Linked DNA regions of Mus musculus: regions 1, 2 and 4 are each linked to region 3. The links are chromatin contacts, called in public HiChIP or PLAC-seq and promoter capture Hi-C maps. All regions are on one chromosome and are shown on one strand. The core of a region is the stretch at or near the end of the contact, and the rest is flanking DNA. Distances in the headings are between cores, read along the strand shown.

Region 1 (5,451 bases), core at 423-2,922, 700 kb before region 3:
GATTTTTCTGTGGCGTGAACTGGTTGTATGATCATCATCGTGGTGTGGTATTAAAAATTTCCCACCATTACAGTGATCTGAGGACTCTCTCCAGCCTGGGCAGCCACGCCACGGCAGTGTCCAAGGTGACGTCTCTCTCCTAGTCGAAGTGATAGCTTTAACAGTGCAGCGTTTACTGACTTTGCAAGGGTTTGTGCATCAACTGCAGATTCTTTCCTTATAGAAAGGAAGAGACATCATTGTGCAATTTGCTTCTGGCACCTGGAGGTCTCTCCATGCCTACTGAGTGCCTACTATGTGCTACCAGGCACAACTGGCTCTGACTTCTTTTTCTTTTCACAGTTGCTTTGTGGTCCATTGTGTGACAGTCCCATCACTTATGTCCCCAGGGCATTTGGGTCATTTCCAATTCTCTTTGAACAATGCTTCAATGCATATCCTTGTCCATTGCAAGCAGCTCTGTAGGGAATGTTGTATTATGTGTCTTGAATATGCACAATCTACTTTCTATCTAGAGAGGTGAAAATGGCTTATGCTTCCAGAAATGTTCCTGCAAGCAGTGTGGGCTTTAATCACCTCCCTGAGTTGTGCCCAGGGCAGCCCACTGTAGGCTACACAGGCTTGAAGGTGGGCTTCCTAGACCATGGAGCCCAGAGAATTCAAGGCCTCTACAAACACCTGATAAAATCCCATTTCTAGGGGTACTCACCTTTCTTGCCTTGCCCCCCTGTAAATCAGATCCTAGCTATTTACTGGGCATGGCCTGTGTTTGCTTGCCCTCTGCCTATATGCTGTTCCCTCCCCTGGAAATGTTCTCAGTCTCCCCTGCGACAAGACCCAGGCCATCTGAAGTCCCCATAACCTTCAGTCTCAGCTGTTCTCTGTGTTCTCTTAGCTGTGAACTGTTTCCCCTTAAGTGGGAAGAAACTGGGGAGGGAGACAGCAAAGTTAGATAGAAGTCATGCTATGTAGGCTCCCAAGGGAGCTGGGACAGCGATGCATTGCCTCCTGCAGACCAGGCTATCTGAGCAGGCCTGATCTAACCCTCTGCAACCTCTAGGAGACATAGTAGGTGGTACTTAGTAGTTTAACTTAGGTCCACATTTCCCAGTGATGAGGAGCGAGGGAAGGAGAGGGCCTGAAATGGGGCGGGGAGGTGGGGGGAAAAGGTTGCAGAAGGAAATGGAGGTGTTATCCTTTAAAGGAGATGGATACAAGTATTGCCCTGGGCAGGGGCAACCAGTCAACAGGCAAGAACTTTGTACAACAAACTAAGATTTGCTCAAAATAACAATAACAAAACAGAAAGAAAGAAAAAATGTCACTGGGGGGAGGGGAGAACAATCCAAAAAGAGTACTTGAGTTGGAAACCGCCATGAACTTGTTAGTTCATGCTAGGTGTTTTTTGTTGTTTTGGTTAGTTTTTGTTGGATCTGCTTATTGGACCAATAAGAAGGCGGTTGAACGGGCCCCAGAAAAACTCTCACTGAGTTAGCATCTGTTATATGTCAGACCACAGGCCGGATCTTCTGATTGGAAACTAGGGTCCAAGGGGCGACCGCACCCAGTCGGGTTGGTCCCAGTGGGAAGGGAACCCAGATGTCTCAGAGATCCCGGACAGATACCCGCCTCCCCCGCGGGCCGCAAGGCCCTCCCTGCTGGGCGGTCCTCAGCTAGGGCGGGATGGGACGGCCGGTTACTTAAAGGTTGGGGCGACCAAGGGTCCGCGGCCGCAGCCTGGGTCCTCACCGTCGCCATGGCTCCGTACCGCTCTTCACTGCTCTGCGCGCTGCTCCTCCTGGCGCTGTGCGCACTGTCGCCTTCCCATGCAGCCACCACATCACGGGGCAGGGCCCAAGAGAGGGCGCCCCAAAGTCGGGTGTCTGAGGCGCGGGTGAGTGCCCGGGGTCCCCGGGGCTCCCCGAGTAATTGTCTATTGTAAGTTCTTGCAGATACAGCGCTAGGAAAAGGGGAGTAATTCAGGTGTAGAATGGAAAAACTGTTTTGTTGCTTTGTAAGTATGTCTTGCTGCTTCGGGGCTCCTGGGGGCGGGGTTCGGGGGCCGGGGCCAAAGCTCTTTCCTTCCTGCAGGCTAACCTCACCTTGGCCGGATCTTTCCCCACTACTGATTTGGATCCCATCTCCTTTATCATGTCTAACTACTGCCCTTCTTGCTGGTCTTTCTCAGAGTCCTCTGCGTTTGCTGTTTGCTGTTTGTCTGTCCCCTCCCGTTCGGTTTCCCCTTTGAAAGCCTCTGGACAGGACTGTTATTTTATTCTCTTCTCTCTACCCTGATTGTGGTCTCCTCCCCTGCCCGACCCCTCCCACTTGTCTGCCCTTTCTGTTCTCTACTCTCCACTACCTGAGTTTTTCTCCCCAATCGCTTCTGACTTCTGCCTGCTTTTTGTTCCAACCAGACCTTCCTCTGTCTGAGGTGACCTGCTGACATCCCTCCTTGGGCGCAAACCTAACCGTCTGTCCCATTGGCACCTACAGAGCATGTCTGGCAGCCTTTCCCACCCTCAAACCTTCTCCTAACAGGTTCCCCCTGCAGACTTCAGGCTCCATTCCTTCCCCCTTTCCCAAGATGTGGAAATTTGGTGGGTGGGATGCTGGGGGCGGGGCAGGAGGGAGGAGGCAGACAGCTCAGGAGGCCACTTGGGCCCACTAAGCCAGTCCTTAGTGGGCTGTGATGATCCTTCCCCTTCCAAGGAGCAAAACCAACCACGGGACCTAGGATCGGGCCCCTTGCCCTTTGGTCCTGTTTCCCCATTTGCAGAGTAGGGGTGGATAATGCGTCCTAAGCCACAAAGGTTCTGGAAGAGAGCATGCAGAGTCACTGGGGACTGAGAGATTTGCCACTGCTATCTGGGAGTGTCTATCCATAGGGGCAGAGAGTGCCTTTGGAGTCCAGGGCTATCCCTCTATGTTGTCTCCCAAATGGGGGCCCCTGAAAGACAGCCTGCCTCTTTGTGCCTTAGCTATCTCCCCAAAAGGGAGGGAGCTCTCTGCCTCCTCTGTCATATCACCAACTAGGAGAGCAGAAAGGAAGACAGCCTGGCCTGGCCAGAAACTCCCAGAAAGGGGTTGATTCTCCTCTAGCACAGGGAGAGCTCGAAGCTGCCCTCCCTCATGCCTGGGGTCTCTCCTTGCTGAGACCCACACTTCTGCTCAGGTTCTGTCCTGTCTCTCTGCAGCCCAGCACTATGGTGGTGGAGCACCCCGAATTCCTGAAGGCAGGGAAGGAGCCTGGCCTGCAGATCTGGCGTGTGGAGAAGTTTGACCTGGTGCCTGTGCCCCCCAACCTCTATGGAGACTTCTTCACGGGTGATGCCTATGTCATCCTAAAGACTGTGCAGCTGAGGAATGGGAATCTGCAGTATGACCTCCACTATTGGCTGGGTGAGGGAGTGCTCCTGCTTAGCCCCTCCCCATCCCCGACCCCCAACTGTATGGATATACCTGAACTGAGTACTCTCTACACCAGGCCTTTGTTAGTGGTTTCCATGACACCGCTCTAGAGCCAGCCTGTACAGGTTCAGATCCCAGCTCTGCCCTTTGACCTGTGATCTACCCTTCTGCAGCTCACCAGTGGTTTTTTCTATAGAATGGTCATGTTGACCGCTATGCTTCCTCAAGAGGACAAACAAGTTTTGTAGATGTCATGGAGACCCCAAATCCCTCCCCCTACCACCACCCCTGTGCTTTCTTGGATCAGCTCCAATCACTCCCTCATTTTCTCTTCCCAGCTAGGAGCCTAGAGTCTTTAACACTGGCTCTGTTCTGTTTGTTTTAAGGTCTCCTTATTATACAGATGGAGTAACTCAGGCTCTTGAAAAGCAGGGAGGGACTAGCTCAATATCTATAGCCAGGTCAGAGTAGAGCTGTTGGCTCTGCATGCCTCCTCCCCAGAGGGCCAAGACTACCTTCTAGAAGCCAGTCTCATGCTACCCTCATGTTTCCTAGGCAATGAATGCAGCCAGGATGAGAGCGGGGCTGCTGCCATCTTTACTGTGCAACTGGATGACTACCTGAACGGCCGGGCTGTACAGCACCGTGAGGTTCAGGGCTTTGAGTCGTCCACCTTCTCCGGCTACTTCAAGTCTGGACTTAAGTACAAGGTGGGTTGGGTCAATGGCATGGTTCACAGTCTTTCAGCCTTGCAGAGAGATGGACAGACAGGCCAAGTGTTAAGCTTTGGAGCCTAGCAGCAAGGAACCCTGGGTCCTTACCAGAGTGGTCTTGGATACACCAAACTCCTGCCCTGAGCTTTTGATTCCTTATCTTACAATGAAAAGATTCTCTACAGCCTGGTAGACAATTGACAGCATCAGAGTGAGCACACAGGAGACCTTCTCACATTGGCCCAGGGAGTGTGCCAAGTCCCGATCCTGAGATCCTGCACCCGGTCCTTGTTGAGGCTTTGTTGGCCGAGGGCCCTGTGATGAGTATTTGACAGGCCCTTTCATTCACATCTCTCTTCCTGATGCCCCCTCCTCCTGCCACATTTTCCTCTTGTACTTGTACTTTTACAAATCTGTACCATGTTTTGTTTTGTTTTGTTTTGTTTTCCTAAGCTTTTAGCCAGAGAAAATTCAAGCTGGGGACCCAGGAAACTGTTCCCCAATATACCGTGTAACCTCTAGACAGCCCCATGATACCCAGAGCCTGCCTTTCCGCTCTGGTTGCTGGAGAGCCAGTTATACCTGCCCTACAGGACGAGGGAGAGGCTCTGGTGAAGAGGTAGCTGGGCAGTGTCCCACGGCTCAAGAGAAGCCTAATAGTGATGAAGCTCGGCTCTATGTGTAGGGTAGAGAGGGGATTACAAGTTTAGGAACAAGATGAGTCCTGATCTCTCATTTTATTGGGGCTGAGGCAACTAAAGTACAGAGAGATTGATCAGTTAGACTAGGGACACAGGGTGAGTTAATGCAGAGGCTAAGACCAGAACCCACATTACCTGCCTGACTCTCAGTGTTGTTCCCAGCAAGTGACCCTGTCTCCCATGACCCGGTTCTAAGGAGGACACATACCCTATCTATGCCACTGTCCCTCTCTGGGCTTCAGAGTCCTCTTTGTCAGTGCAGATGTGACTCCCTCTTTCCCAGGTGAAGGACAGGGATTGAGTGATGGAGTGTACCTGTGAGACTTGGTGTGTCCTGGACCAGCAGCCTAGGCTGTGTGGGGCTGGGCTGCCTTTGCTGGGTTACCATGGCTGAGCAGCTGCTGCTCTATTCCCTCCTCCTGCTGTTGTCTGGGGTCCTTGCAACCCTGAGGAAGGATAGATGAGCAGCTGAGCCCTGGGCTGCAGAAAGACCTGTGTAGTCTCTCCATCCATTGTTCATTTAGCAGATGGCTTCAAGCTCCTAGATCAAGTTGGGCATAGTGGCACACACTTTTGAACCCAGAATTAAGGAGGCAGAAGATCAGGAATTCAAGGTGATCCTCTGC
Region 2 (5,077 bases), core at 1,682-4,181, 780 kb before region 3:
TAATAGAAATACAACCTTGGAAAATAACCTGCCCATTTCTGAAACCAACTTTTCATAACTCACTTAAGATTACACTTTTGTGTAAATTAATGTAATAAAAAATTTAAAATACCAGACTGCTTAACAATGTCCACAGAGAAAGACAAAACCTTCCCACTAATGATAGTGTGCTATGAATAAGAAATGAAGTACTCCCAAATCTGTTTTCTGATTTCCATAAAAGTATTTAACAACAACAACAACAAAACAATGGTACCTGCACTTGAAAGAATTAGTAAAAGCTTACTAATGACTTGTCTCAGACCCAGGTGAGTTTGGTAGGAGCAGTGTAGAGATAGACCAAGACTGTTCACTGCAGACACTGATCAGTAATACAGTATTAATGCTCACTATACTGATGCTTTATTTTGCAAACTTTAAAAAGTTTGAAATATAGTATAACTTAATATTAATAATAATTTGTCTCCTGCATACTTTTAAAATACTTGTGTATGACTGTATGTGTGCACATGTGGCACACATGTAGATATTAGAGAGAATAACTAGCATGAATCCTTTCTCTCCTCCTTCTGGGTGGGTTCCAGAATCTAAGTCTGGTTGTCAGCGTGGCAGCAAAAGACTTTACCTACTGAGCCATCTTGCCAGGCCCACATTGCTAACGTTTTTAATGTCATAAACACCTCGAGAGCTATAGTTTGAACATTTTTATCTTACAAGTCTTGCTAAGAGTATGCAAATAAGACCTATAAAACCTGGCTGCAAGAAATTTTCAAGCTCTGTTGCAAAGCTTAAGTTTACAAATATACAATTTAACATGAAAAATATAAAGCAAATTTTTTTAAAAAGCCTTAATTCCAAGGAATTTTCAATAGCAATTATAATCTAAGGTTTTTACACCTTTACAATAACTCCACTTACTGAGCCCCTAATATAAACTAGCTACTTTATAAACAATTTCTAACCCTAAAAATTCATTTTACAAGTTAGGAAACCGGGTCAGAAGTGATTTACTGATGGTTATATACTACTAAATGGGCAGGTAAGATTAAGCCAGAGTCTACTTCGACAGTACTTGTCCAACAGATATTAAACACCCATTATATGGCTAGCAAAACTACAGGCAACTTGCATGTCAAACCTGAGCTTTCTTTAATTCTAGTTAATCCTTAAAATGACCCTGAAATGTGGGCACAATTTATAAGGACACTGAGTCTGGGAGGTTAGCTAACTTGGTTAGGATCAATTCAGTAACTAACATGTAGGTATGGTTTGGGCGATTTTACTTGACCATGCACGAAAGCGTGTAGGCTAAGGTTTTGTGCCTTGGGTTCTGCCATTTCCTAGTTACACTGAATTCCCGAGATAATCGCCTGCTGCAGGGAAGGGAAAAGAGGAAGCTGCATTATTAATGGGTCAAATTTGTACTCAACAATCACATTTACATAAAAGGTAATTGAAACAACATGTCATGACCAGTAAACTTTCCAAGAATTTCCATACTTGGCTGTGCAGCCACCAAGAACATAGCTTTCTTCACAAATACGGAGGACATGCTACCACCACCTCTCCTCCAAGGAGCATTTGCCAGAGTAGCAGCTGACATGATAGATTTTGGGTCTTATCAGTTCTCACCCAGTGTGAATGGAGAGAAAATGGAATTCAGTTGTCTCCTCTCTGAACCGATCCAGTATTGTGTATCTCAGCCCTCGTGGAATGTACTGTAGTACAAAACATACCAGCCAGGATAGGGAGAAGCCATCATTTGTGTTCCATCATTACTCAGCTACAGGACAACTTCTGGCTTCGGTCCGTCCCTCGCCCCTTATTAAAAAAATGCGGAAAACTCTCAAAAGGCACTCGAAGCAAGCAAGCTATGTGTGAAGACACCTAAACCCGTGTCTGGCACACACTGGAGTTTTAGCGTTCCCGTTCCATCGTCTTTTCTCAAATTCTCGAGATGCCCAAACTTTTTCCCTTCGTTCTTTCTAGATGCTGTCTAGGTTCCAACCAGTGCAGGCTGGCCAGGGACTTTACAGGGATTCGGAGAACCTCGCGCACAGTCCCACACGCCCAATCCTCAGCCGGGACGACAGAGCGGTGGCTTACAAGGACACGGGAGCCAGCCCGAGACGCCGAAGCGCTGCCTTTTGTTGAGGCCCTGTAGGGTGGGACTGCCACGGCTGGGGGCTCGTGGGTGGCAGGCCGGCGCGCCACGCGTGGGGCAACACTGCGGGGGTGTTCTACAGCCGCGGGCAAAGGCGGCGAGACTCGGGCCTGCGGAGGCCGCGGCTGTGCCCCGCAGGTCGGACGGATGAGGTGGGAACACACCCTCCCTGCACGCCTCGGAGCCCGGCTGCGGGCAGGGAGCGCGAGCCGCCCGGGACGGCGCGGGCGACAGCTCGCCCCGCGGAGTCCTGTCAGGCCGGCGCCCTCCGCCGACCCCCGGGCTGGCCGCGGCCTGCGGGGCCCAGCCCGGGACGCCGCCCGCCTACCTCTCGGCTCGCCTCCGCCCCTTGGAAGGGCCGGGCTGGGAGGCTGGCTCCGGCGGCCCCTGCGGAAGGCCTTGGTTACCTGGGGGGTTGCTGGTGGCTGGGCAGCTTTCCGGACGGGAGGGGGACGTCAGGACGAGGAAGCGGAGGGCGGACGCGGCGGGAGGGAGGCCGGAATCCGTCAGCCGAGGCCCTGGCAGGTAGGCGGGCTGGCCGGAGGTTGCAGACACTCGGGTGGCAGTCGCGGTGGCGGCGGCGGCTGCTCCTGCGGCTCCCTCAGGATCTTCCTCGGGCTGGCCCAAGATGGCGGCGCTCCCTGCACAGGGTTTCCTGTCACCCTCGCAATGGGCCGGACCACAAAAGAAGGGGGGAGGATGCGCGCGCAGCCAGCGGAGCCCGGAAGAGGGTGGTGGAGACTAACCTGACGGCCACGCCCCTTCGTCAGTTCGCCCCTCCGGAGTAGACCCGCCTCGGCCTCGGCCCGCCCCCACTGGTCCTCACGCCTGAAGGAGGCGGGGAAAGGAGCCTGCGCAAGCGTAGTCGTGTGCCACGCCTCCCGGCGGAGTTACTGCGCAGGTTCGCACGCTGTTTTCTAAGGGTTGACAGTGTCTGTCCAGAATTGTCGCCGTTAGAGACCTAACTATTTTTAATACGCGTAACTGCTTATCACTGGGCCGCCTCTGTATACCGGCTTCTGGAACACACACGTATTTACTGCATTTATTCAACATTTACAGACCAATTGGAGACTAGTAGGAACAAGGCTGGCCAACACCCAGAGACGCTTCTCGTGCCATCAGAGGCAAAAGGGTGGTTCACATTGACCAACCCATTTGTATAATCATGTAGCTAGGAGGTGGCCCTTTCTTGTGTTTCATCTTTGTCTAGCTTAACCTTGCTTTGCGGACACCAGCAACAGGAAGAGGGAAACTTGACATTTTTACTCCCACCTTCCCAAGACACTTCCCACTCCCACCTTCCCAAGACACCTTGGTGAAAGCAACAGTTTCACTTTCTTGGTCTTTCGTCTTTTTGCCTTGTAGAACCTGGATGTGGATTTACTTATCTTACATTTACGTTTATCTTACATTTCCTTTTTTTATCTTATTATTTATTTGACATTTACGTTATTTATCTTACATTTACGTTTAATTTATATTTTACAATTACATTGCCACAAGGATGGATATGTTAATAACGCAAAGCAAAGCAATTTTTTTTTTCAGCATAGAAGTTGACCTTTTTTCTCCTGATTTTTTTTGAGGAGTGGAGTGGGGTTCAATACAGGATTTCAGTATGTACTTCTGGTTCCCCTGGAACTCACTATGTGAATCAGGGTGGCCTCTAACTTGCAGAGATTTGCCAGTCTCTGTATTCCCGTGTTATGGTTAAAGACATGCACCATCACACCCAGGTTTCCCCCCATGATTTTAAAGGATTTGGTACATATCTTGTGTGTCTCTGAAGGGACTATGGACTGTAACCATTATCCCTACCATGCCTAGTGGATAAAATGGCCCTTTCCAGAACCCCCAAAGAAAAGTCGCAATTCTAAGCGTTTAAAACCTTTCGTTGTAAACTGGTTCTGCCTTAGGAAAGTGAGATGTCATTAGAAAAATACATAGCAGTTTGAAAATCTCTTGTTTTGATAAATACATGATACAGACAACAGTTTTATACATGTCATTTACTTTCTCAGGTCCTCAGACTTTTCTCCAAAGTAAGGATGTGATATCTAATTCCTATCTTTCTTGTTAAAATTAAATAGACAATGCATACAAAATTCCTGGCATATAATACCTTGAATGGGGACTATTATTATTTGATAAGCATAAGGTACTCTCTTCCAGTCCTGGAGGTCAGTGGTTTAATTCATTGTGGTGGTTTAAATAAGAATGGGCCCCATATGACATATATAAGATAGAAATTGGTGCCATGGACTGGGGTGTTGTGTGACAGTCATGACCATTCCATTTGTTGGAGGAATATGGAAACAACTGGGACTTTGGACTAGAAAAAGCATTGGAGATTTTAAGTGGGGCTTAATATGCCATCCTGGTAGGAACATGGAAGACAGTGCCGAGGGCAATTTGAATAGGAACCTACTCAAGATATTTCAGAGGGGAATAATGAGTGGCCTAGAGGCCATCCTTGTGATATTTTGACAAAGAATATGGCCACTTTGTCCTAAAAATTCCTGGAGGATAAATTGAAGAATTAATGAATTAATGGCCTTGGAAGAGGAGATTTCAAGATAGCCTAGTGTTGACTGTGTCACTAGTGGTCACTTTTATTTAGATCTACAATGAAAAGAAGCAAGTTGGGCAGAGAGAAATACAGAATGCACAGTTATAGCACTAGAAAGTATAATGGAGCTAAGAGTCTTGGGCTCTGGAAAAAGTTTAAAAGAAAAGCCTGATGCTAAATGGAATAAAGGCAGTGGTGGCCTCAGGGGAGGACCCCACTCAACTAAGCTGCCAGTTTGTCAAAAGGGATTAAGGAAATTTTTAAGCAATTAAAGAAACCATAGAAAGCAGAAAGGTGGTGAAAATGTATTTGAACAAGGGGCCATGTTCCAGCCCCAGCAA
Region 3 (4,932 bases), core at 1,437-3,936:
GGTTTCCTTTCAAGAATGGGCCCAAGTCCTGTGACACGATCTGACCCCGGCTCACTTATACCGCCTTATCTCTCACCATGCTACACCCCTCTCTGTGATCCAGCCAGCCAGCTCTACTGCAAAGCACTGCATGCATTCTGCTTGGCCCACACCACTCCCTCTACCAGGGACCCAAAGTCCACACCACTAAATAACTTTGGTCAACACTCAAGACTCATTTGGGCTTCACTTCCCTGAGGAAGATGTACTAGAGTTGACCGCCTCTGTCTCCCACAGCATATAGAGACACTCATCACATAATATGTTCATGCATTCAACAAATATTTATTGAGCAACTTCCAGATGCCAGACAACTTTGAGTACAGCAGTAACAAAACAAAATGCCTGCCCTCGAAGAGCTTACATTCTGGTGAGAAAAACAGTCAATAAACAAATACAACACGATGTCAGGTAGAGGTTCATGCTATGAAGCAAACAGCCAGGGCTAGAGATGGCTGCGAACATTGCCTGGGAAACCTCTCTCAGGACCTTGATCAGCAGTCCCAAGAGGTGACAGAGAAAGCCATGCACATAGCTAGCTGGGAAAGGAGCATTTAAAGCAGCAGCAGCAGCAGCAGCAGCAGCAACAGCAGCAGCAGCAGCAGCAATGGGCCTGCAGATACCAGGACTACTTACTGGATTTCATTCCCTACTGAACTAGGAACGCTTGAAGACAAGAGTACATTTAAAGTGTGATTCTCTAGGCCCAGCATAGAACTTGGTATCACCATAGAGGATATCTACAAATTAAGAGAATGAACCTGTGCTGGATTGGGTGAGCAAGATAAAGGCTGCTTCCTGTCTCTTCTCAGGGCTGAGCTGAGAACACAGGCACTTGCTAGCCAGCTTGAGTTCTTAGCTACTTTCTATCCCTGGACTCTCTTCAGTAGGTCAGCAGCATTGACAAGTCTACGTGTACCTTCCTGGCCCGCCTATCTTTGGGTGGCTCTGACAAGTCCAAGTTTACCTTCCTGGCCTGCCTATCTTTGGGCTGGACATGGGACTTTATCTACAGTTTAGACACTGTAGAACCGAGTCTCACCAATCTTCATCCAGTTTCCAAGGTGTGAAAATCAAGACTGAGAGGGCTCTGACACCTGGGATTGCCAGACCCCACCTCCACCACCCCACCTGATTCTTGGTTTCTCTCCAAACCAAACTCTTCCACTGGGACATCAACATTCTGACCATAGTGGACCTGTGGCCATCTCTCCCCAGTCTCCAACTTCATTAAACCACTTGTACCACACTTAGCACAAAGTTCAGAGCCTGAGCCCTCATGCTCTCTGCGCACGGAATCTTTAGTGGACCAATGGTTTCTATGCTGTAAATAAAGTCAGCTGGCTTTATTTACTCAGCCAATGAAAATAGAAACCTCTCGGATTCGTTGGTGCTTTTGTCCCACCCCGTCCCTTAAAAGGTCTGAAATGAATTCAAGGGTGATTCATCTGCTCACACATGCTTTCACCCCCACTTACTGTCACCTGCTACATCCCCCAATCAGTGTCTGCGGTGGTGGTGATGGTGGTGGTGGTAAAAGATCGTGATGAAAGTAGGTTGTCATTTGCTGAAACCTTGTGCAAGCACTAGGCACTATGCTCCAAACCGGAACGAACCGGCTTCCCTTTACCGAGGTAAACGGGACCAAAAGAAGAAAAGTAGCTTGCTCAAGGTCGCACAGCTAAGTTGAAGAGTGTAGTGAGGCGCTGGCGAGCACAAACCTGGCCCAAGAGTGGCACTCTAAGCATGAAAGTTTACTAAACTTTAAATATCACTGAAATGCAGAAAGTGAAAGGTGGCCCCTGGCCCCGGGGCCAACAGAGGAGAAGACAGGACGGATAAACCAGGATCTACAGCTTGACGAGGCCAGGGCTGCAGACATAAGAAAAGCTGTAGGGGAGCAGAGCAGAGACGGGCTGACCTGACCTGGGAAGTGGCTCCGGGGGCCAGGCCTCGGGACGACCCCCCTGTGCCCACGCGCCGGGCCGGCGGGCCTCACCTCCTTCCACCTGAGCTGGCGAAGACTGATCTTGAGCGCGTCCAGGGAGGTGCGGGCCTTGGAGCTGTCCACGGTGACCGGCCGCATCGAGCCTGCGCTCCGCCGGTAGACCCGGCTCCGGCTCCGGCCCCGTGCCTTCACGAGCTGGCTCAGGGCCCGCGCCGCCGGCCTCGGCTGGGCCAGGGGCAGCGCTGGTGGCAGCCGCCGGACGACGCGGGCCTCTCCTTCCTCGGGCGCGTGGCGTCGCGTCGGGGTCGGGATCCGGCCCACGTCCTTGGGCTGCTCCTCCAGCTCCAGGCGCTCTGGATCCCCGGCCGCGCCAGCGTCCACGCCCTGCTGCTTCTCAGTCTCCGCCGGTAGCGACTCGGTCGCCGCTGCTGTCGCCGCCGCCGCCGCCGCCGCGTCCGCCTCCCACTCAGCCTCCGGCTTCTTCTCCGGGCTGCTGCGCCGCATGACGCTCAGGGCCGGTGCCGGCGCCACAGCCACCGCCGCCGCCGCTGCTCCGCCGTCCCGGCCCGCGACCAAACTGCCGCCGCCGTCGCCGCCGCCGCCGCCGCCACGCGCTCCCCGCCCGAGCCCGTTGCCATGATCTCTCAGGCCCCGGTTGACAGGGATAGTCGCCGCCTCGGGACGGGGCCCCGCAAGGGACAATCGCCTGCCGGGCCCGGCGACCTCACAAGCGAGCGCGTCCACGTGACCAGGCCTGTCACAGAGGTGGCGATAGCCATCTTGGAAGAGGGCAGCTTGTCACACATGCAGAGTTTCTGAGCACTCAGGGACTGGCTAGGAATGATTTATAGTGGGGCTGAGGGTAAAAGAGGTTGCGCTCCTGTCTCGCTCCCGAGCTTGGAAAGGGAAGGACTTGGGAAGAGCGGCATCTTCCTCAAACACGAGACTTAGTTTCCCCAGTCCTACTACATTCATCGACTCCTTTTCTGTGAGCCTCAGACTGAGGCTGGAGGCCACCTTTGTCGGTTTTCAGGTCTCTCCCATGAGATGGAGAAGCCCTTCAGATTCCTAGACTTGTAGAGGGCAACACTTTTTATTACAATAAAAACATATAACAAAACGTACTAATTATTTTTAAATTTATTATGTGTGTGGTGTGTATAATTTTGCCTACATGTATGTATGTGTACTATGCATGTTCCTGGTGGAGAAGGAGGCCAGAAGAGAGCATCAGATTCCCTGATGTGACCTGCTGCGTGGTTCCAGGAAATGAATGGCAGATGAGCCTTCATCTCCAGCCCTCATTTAATCTATTTTTAATTCACTCTTCAGTGGCATTCAGTGCATTCATACTGTGGTGCAAACCATCTCTACCATTCATCTTCAGAACTTTTCATATTGAAAGCATACCCATAAACTAACTCCTGGGATTCCCACCCCACAGCCCTGGTCACCACAAGTCTATTTCCCCCTTGAATCTAACTACTGGGGTACCTCTTGTTTTTATCTTATTTGGCTTCACAAGGTTTTTGTTTTTGTTTTTCATCATAGTGGGTGTCAGAATTTTACTCCATCATAAAGCTTACAAATATTCTATGTGTGCGTGCACAATTATTCTTCCATAGACCTTTCTGCGGACTTTTTGGTTATTTTAATCCCTTGACTCTTGTGACTAATAGTGCCATTAACATTCATGTACAAGTATTTCTTTGAGCCCCTCCTTTCAGTTTTTCATGGCTGCCATACTTTGTTGTTGTTAAGATGGTCTCTTTAGCAGGCCTGGCTGTCCTGAAACTCACTATATAGACCACTTGGTATCAAACTCACAAAGTTCTGCCTGCCTCTGCCTCCTGAGTGATGAACTCCTATACCCAACTAAGGTAGGCATAAAAATGTAGAGTTGATCTAGAAGAGGGTCCTCTCCTGCCTGAGGGAGCCACATTTGGGTTAACTTGAAAGTTTCAGAAAATGGGGTTAGAAAGTCGTAACAGCAGCCTGGACTGACCAGTGGCCGTGGTTGCACTTCAGTGAGTTCTGCCACATTTAGTTTTAAGGGTCCTGGGGGAAAATGGCCCCTCCTGCATTTCTCCAAAAGTCTTGTTTCCTTGGCCGGGAATTTCAGTGTGTGAACAAGCTGCCTCGAGGCCCACCCAGGTGTGGAGGCGTCAAGAACCTGTAGGTGCTTGAGGTGCTTACCCTGTGGCCCAGAACATCTGGTTGAGCCTGTGGGTGTGACTGGTTGGGGGTGGGCGGGATTGTTAAAGTTGCCCCGTTGATTCTAAGGCCCCAATATCAAGAACCAGAGACTTGCCTGAGGCCTTCGGAGAGTTCTGGAGCTGTCCGTGGGGCCTTCCCTGCCCAGCCATTCACTCTCCCTCAGGAATTAGTTCAGGGTTATGCTTTCAGTAAGGAAAGTTCTGGAGATGAATAGTAGGACACCCCAAATCCTGTCCCACCTGATGTCTCTCATTCATTAATGCTTAAAATTATCATACCCCACCTCCCTCCTCTCTTAATCCATCCCTACAGTTGTGACTTTTACATTGAGATAGCATTTCTCTTGCCTTCCCTGTCACCGTTGTGTCAGGTCAGCCTCTGCCTTTTCTCCGAGCTGCTGCAGCAGCCTCCCAATGAGTACCATCTGTCTCCATTACACTCCTGTCCATTCATACCGCAGCTGGAGCTGCGCTCTCCAAGCATAGAAACATCCTCTACTTGCACAACCTCTCTTGATAAATTTCAAACATTAGTTGTCTCTTTCTACCCTCTTTTCTGGAATCACATCCTCTCTTTGCTTCTGTGACTTTGTACACACTGTTCCCTCTGCCTAGATGTACCCTTCCTTAGTGTCTCTGCCTAGGAAACTCAGAGTCATCTTGGTAGCTGTCTTTTGGGGAACTTTACTCAGTGCCCTCCGGCAGAAGTAGCTACAGTCTGTACTGATG
Region 4 (5,160 bases), core at 916-3,415, 580 kb before region 3:
CATATACATTTTCTGCTTGTTTGTAAGTGACAGTGTCTTGCTGTGTACTGAATAATGGTCTTGAAATCGAGCTTCCCCTATCTCAGCCTCTCTATTAGGAGGATTGTTTACTTGATATTTTTACACTATGCTATTGTTTTCAGAACAGCATACATATTTGAAAATAATTTATACAGCCAAAAGAAACAGAGGCAATTAATTTGGGAGGTGGCTTGTAGGAGAACAACAAAGGGTGAGATTGAATGTTTTCCTTGATATTTACAATTATTGTATCAATTTTGAAGAAGAGGACCTTATAAGTTACTCTTTTTTCTGAGATGAATACTTTTCAAAATCATCACAGCCAATGAATCAGTATTTTACCCTCACCTCATGTCTGTGCCACCCTCCAAGCAGAACCATGGCTCACTGAAACAGTTGATGAATGGCTTCGTGGATAGACCATCTTAATACACACACCATTTCTTAAATGAATGTGACCTGTTCCCTGTGGGCTGAGAATGATGACAATCACTCAAATCAAATAGCTTTGAACATAGCAGGAAATCTGTATCCAAATAATCGTGCCTACAATTCATTCCTTGGCGCAGCAGAACTGTCAACTCTTAGCTTAGCTACTATGGAGGTAAAATCCTTTGATGATGTGAGGGACATTGAAGTACAGCCTTATTACAATGAACTCCAATGTTTAAAACTTGTTCTTATTTAGGGTTTGTACCACAGTAAGCCAAGATTTTAAAGCTCTACTAAAAATAAAACAAACAAACAAACAAACAAACAAAAATCTACTTATCTACTTTATGTTCATTTAATAACATGTCCATCATTCTTATGATTGGTATAGAAATATATATTGTGTTGAATATCATAAAAAATTAGTTGAATTAAAAAAAAAAAGAAGTCTAGCTGGGATTGGAGAGATGGCTCGGCAGTTAAGAAACACTAGCTGTTCTTCCAGAGGTCCTGAATTCAATTCCAGCAGCAACAAGATGTCTCACAAACATTTGTAATAAGATCTGATGTTCTCTCTGTCATGTACACACACATGCAAATGCATCACTTATATACATAAATGAATAAATCTTTTTAAAAAATGTTTATCATGTGTATATATCTGGTTTCATAGATAAAGTGGAATGGGCCAGCAAGATGGCTCAGTGAGTGAGGGTGCTTGCTGCTAAGTCTGAGGACCTGAGTTCAGTCACTGAGACCTACATAGTAAAACAACAGAACTGATTCCCTCAAGTTGTCCTATGACCTCTAAAGGGGACCTCCACACAAATAAGATATAACAAATTTAATAAAGCAGAAAATGGAGCAGAAATCAAATTTAACCCAAAATTTCCAAATTCAATTTAGAAGAAAATGATTAATAGAGAAATTTAAGAACTTTAACAAATGCCAAACCAAAACCAAAACAAAACAAAACAGAAACAGAAACAACAACAACAACAACAACAAAAAACCCAAAACCCAAACCAAAAAAGACAACATCAAAATAAAAGCCATGCACAAAAAGCAAATTGTTCTAATGGCAGTCATTTCCAAGGTCCCAAGACTAACAGTCCCACAGGAAAGTTTTAAAACCCCCGATGTCAAGCCTACACCAAGACAACTGAACAGCAGCAATCTTTGGATGGGATCCAGATGTGAATATTCTCAATCCAGGAAATTCCAAGATGCAGCCAATTGTAAATTGTGAATAAATGTTGTGTCCCTTGCCACTAAGAAAGACAAAAACTCCGTTGGGCTGCCTGTGGATTCTGGAGACGGTGTTCCACCACAGGGAGTGTCCGACTGTCTCCTGTCCACCTGATAAATATACAAAGCAGTAAGCTGCCCAAGAAACCCTGGAGGAGGTCGTCAAGTGGTCGCCGCTACTGGGATGCTTTCTTACCCAATGGATGCTGATGACCAGTGTCACCTATAAAGTTGAGTAGCCCAGAGAGGGGTGGGACAGGTTGTTGAAGGCTATAGCTCCCCTTGATAGAGCAGTTGAAGCAAGGGCCACTGAATTCCAGATCACTTCTTGGTGTGTGTTGTGTTGCTACCACCAAAATACCGAAGCTGGGTGCTTTACAAAAAGAAAAAAAAATGTTCCTCCAGCTCCAGATGTCCCAGAATCCATTCAGTTTCTGTTGAAAACCATGTGGCAGTCAGCCAGAGGCACTGTGTGGAGCGGAGCATGGGTTTGAGTGGTGGAGGGGAGCTGCCAGGCTTGCTAACAACCATGTCACAGAAGCCCATCTCCAGAGCGACAGCTCACTCATAGAAAAGCATTAATCCCTAGTCAATGCCTAACACAGCACTATCCACTGGAACCAAACCTCAGTGTGAACTCCACGGGGAGAACCACATCTCAACCATACCACACCTACAAACAGTAGCACCCTTGGCGCACATAAGCAATGTGTCTCTCCTCTAAGTCAGCGTTAAGATTCCCTCCTACTTCCCTTATGCCTTCTTTATTAACTGTGGTATATGTAGGGTTGATTTCTACCTGTTTATTTGATAAACTGCACAGTACACCTACAGCACCACTAAGCTATAGAGCTAGTTCCATTTATATGAAGGATCAATAGCATTTATACAAATGACGCTGCCTTTAATAGCACCAAAAAGAATGTTTTCATCACTCCAGAAACTGGTTCTCTTTGGAACTCCTGCCCCCTGGTGTCCACGAGAGGGAACTGCTTTGTCTTAGCTCTGGTTTCTAGGGAGGAAGTGGAGCTTTAGAGTTTCCCACACAGGCAAACAGATAAATCTGTTAGTGAACTCTGAAAGAGTGTAATTCCAGCCGCTCCAAGATTGCCACGAATGACATTTCTTGAGATGGGGTGAAGTTTGCCACCCTGTGCAAGTGTGAATCACTTAGCAGTGCCCTTGTATCCACCCACTACATGCCAGTAGCACCCACACTCACGATCCAGTTAGGACAAGCAAAAAAAAAAAAAAAAAAAAAAATGCAAATGCAGCCACTGTCATTGCCAAGTGGCTGCGAGGGCTGGAAGGGAGATGTGAGCTGAGAGCCGCTGATGTGCTGCTGTGGGGAGACAAGGAGGCCAGGACTTACTGCCCTGCGAGCAGCACGGAACCCTGTTGGCCATGGCACTGGCATAGAGCCTCAACCTGAACCCAAGCTGAAACCCCGAGGTCGCAGCTTGTGAACCACAGGGAAAAGGTTCTGTCTGCTGGACCACAGATGGAAATGCTAGTAGCAGGGATGTGAGAGAGCTGGTCCCATCTCCAGTCGAGAAGCAGAGAGATGCTGATGCTCTGCCTGCCTTCTCCTTTGTATTCAGTCTGGGACCCCACATTGACTGGTGCCATCCAGTTAGAATGAGCCTTGTTACCTCTGTCCACCCAACCTAGCAACTCCCTTGTAGACAAGCCCGATGTCTGTTACACTGGGAGGGAGTGGGGAGCATGCCTAGGCTGGAAAGATGGCTCAGCTGATAATGTGTCTGCCACGTGAACACTAATCTGATCCCAGAGAACGCCCATAAACTGTCTAGGTGTGAGGGCATGCCACTGGAACTCCAGGGCTGCTGTTGTGAAGACTGCAGACCATGACCTGCAGCTTGGAGTCCAGCCAGTCTATCCAATCAGCAAACTCCACTCAAGTTCAGTGCCTGTTAGCCTAGCCAATCGGCAAGCTCCATTCAGGTTCAGTGCTAGCCAGTCTATCCAATCAGCAAACTCCACTCAAGTTCAGTGCCAACCACTCTAGACAGTCAGTGAGCTCCGTTCAGGGGTAGTGAGACCCTGGCTCAAAAGATAGGGTAGAGAACAATTGAGTTAGACATCTGATGTCAACTCCTGGACTCCACAATGCACAAAGACAAACGTGCAAAACACACATCTGCATGTGCATTCATGTACACACACACACACACACACACACACACACACACACACGTCCTCTGAGGCATGATGGAATAGATGTTGCTGCATTCCCCCACTCTTTCAGTAGATCCCTGTGAGACAGAGCCTGTGAGATGAATGACAGAGAGGAGTCGGTTGGTGCAAAGGCACACAGCATCTTGAGGAACTCACAATCCTAGAGCAGTCCAATAGAATGACTGCCTTACAAAAGGAAGCCTCACTCCACTTGCTGGTTTCATAAGCTTGTAAAGCCCAGAAGCAGCAAAGACCTTAGGTAAGGCTGGAGCCAGGCAAGATTGTCCCCAGGATTTGTTCCCCTCAGTGACCTTGCCCTCCCTCTGTCCCTACTGTTTTATCGTGAAGTTGCCCACCCTCAGCTAGCCGTTCCCAAAACTACAAGAACCTAAGTTTTAGTAAAGCACCTGAAATTCACGTTTGGGGGACTGTGTAGTTTGAATATGCTTTGCACAAGGGAAGTGCCTCTATTAGGGGTGTGGTCTTAATGGAGGAAGTGTGTCACTGTGGAAGAGGTGTTTCATACTAAAGTATTTTGTGATCCAGACCCTACTCCGGTCTGCCTGCAGAAGGGAGTCTGTCCTGGCTGCCTTCAGACCAAGATGTAGAACTCTCAGCTCCTTCTCTGGCATCATGTCTGCCTGCATGCAACTCAATGATGATAATGGACCGAACCTATGAAACTGTAAGCCAGCCCCAGTTAAATGTTTTCTTTTATAAGATGTGCCTTGGCCATGGTGTCTCTTCACAGCAATCAAATCCTAAGACAGAAGTACCTAGGCCCAGGTCATCCCTCAGACAGTCATTCCCTCTTACGAGATGGACAGTACCAATGACTCCAGACAAGATAATCCTCTGCAAATACAGCACTCATTTTCATAGAAATCAGATTGTCCAGAAACCAGACTGCTGGCGAGAAGAGAGCCACATGTCCTAGGTGAACACAGGGCAGCTGGACAGTGCTCTCATAGACTGTCTTTTCATGAAGGCTCTGCCAGGCGATCTCACACATGTACACATGTGTACACACACACACACACACACACACACAGAGAGAGAGAGAGAGAGAGAGAGAGAGAGAGAGAGAGAGAGAGAGAGAGAGATTGAGAGAGAGCACACTTTATAATTTGAGAATAAAGCCTGTTCTTTGTAATCTTGTCTTTGTGAAGCTCATTCAAGGTATCGTAAAATCCTTTATGATTATGGACAATCACAACTGACACTTCTGAACATCTTCAGGATACAACGCATAATCCATAC

The links. Promoter capture Hi-C pulls out the DNA fragments that hold promoters and counts their contacts. HiChIP or PLAC-seq counts read pairs in DNA pulled down with a chosen protein or histone mark.
Region 1: a contact with region 3 is called in an H3K4me3 HiChIP or PLAC-seq map of embryonic forebrain, with 4 times the contacts expected there. The contact joins the promoter of Gsn here to the promoter of Ttll11 in region 3. A contact is called at or near these places in 1 of 15 datasets of contacts at CTCF or cohesin (large pre-B cells), 2 of 115 datasets of contacts at active chromatin or transcription factors (embryonic forebrain and large pre-B cells) and 1 of 9 other capture datasets (embryonic stem cells).
Region 2: a promoter capture Hi-C map of hippocampal neurons shows a contact between it and region 3, with 2.6 times the contacts expected there. The contact joins the promoter of Rab14 here to the promoter of Ttll11 in region 3. A contact is called at or near these places in 2 of 39 promoter capture datasets (hippocampal neurons and pre-B cells) and 1 of 115 datasets of contacts at active chromatin or transcription factors (microglia).
Region 4: a contact with region 3 is called in an H3K4me3 HiChIP or PLAC-seq map of the 230-238 cell line, with 4 times the contacts expected there. The contact joins the promoter of 4930402F06Rik here to the promoter of Ttll11 in region 3. A contact is called at or near these places in 2 of 39 promoter capture datasets (the C10 cell line and cranial neural crest), 4 of 115 datasets of contacts at active chromatin or transcription factors (the 230-238 cell line, bone marrow-derived macrophages, large pre-B cells and 1 more) and 1 of 9 other capture datasets (liver).

What each region holds. Positions count from the first base shown.
Region 1 is chr2:35,280,708-35,286,158 of GRCm38.p6, forward strand. It overlaps Gsn (gelsolin), which reads left to right and starts at 1,673. Exons shown (of 17, transcript NM_146120.4): 1 at 1,673-1,894; 2 at 3,198-3,402; 3 at 3,967-4,121. The coding sequence starts at 1,757.
Region 2 is chr2:35,198,189-35,203,265 of GRCm38.p6, forward strand. It overlaps Rab14 (RAB14, member RAS oncogene family), which reads right to left and starts at 2,932. Exons shown (of 8, transcript NM_026697.4): 1 at 2,572-2,932.
Region 3 is chr2:35,977,134-35,982,065 of GRCm38.p6, forward strand. It overlaps Ttll11 (tubulin tyrosine ligase-like family, member 11), which reads right to left and starts at 2,687. Exons shown (of 10, transcript NM_029774.3): 1 at 2,039-2,687. The coding sequence starts at 2,491.
Region 4 is chr2:35,395,009-35,400,168 of GRCm38.p6, forward strand. It overlaps 4930402F06Rik (RIKEN cDNA 4930402F06 gene), which reads right to left and starts at 2,166. Exons shown (of 6, transcript NM_001080709.2): 1 at 1,898-2,166.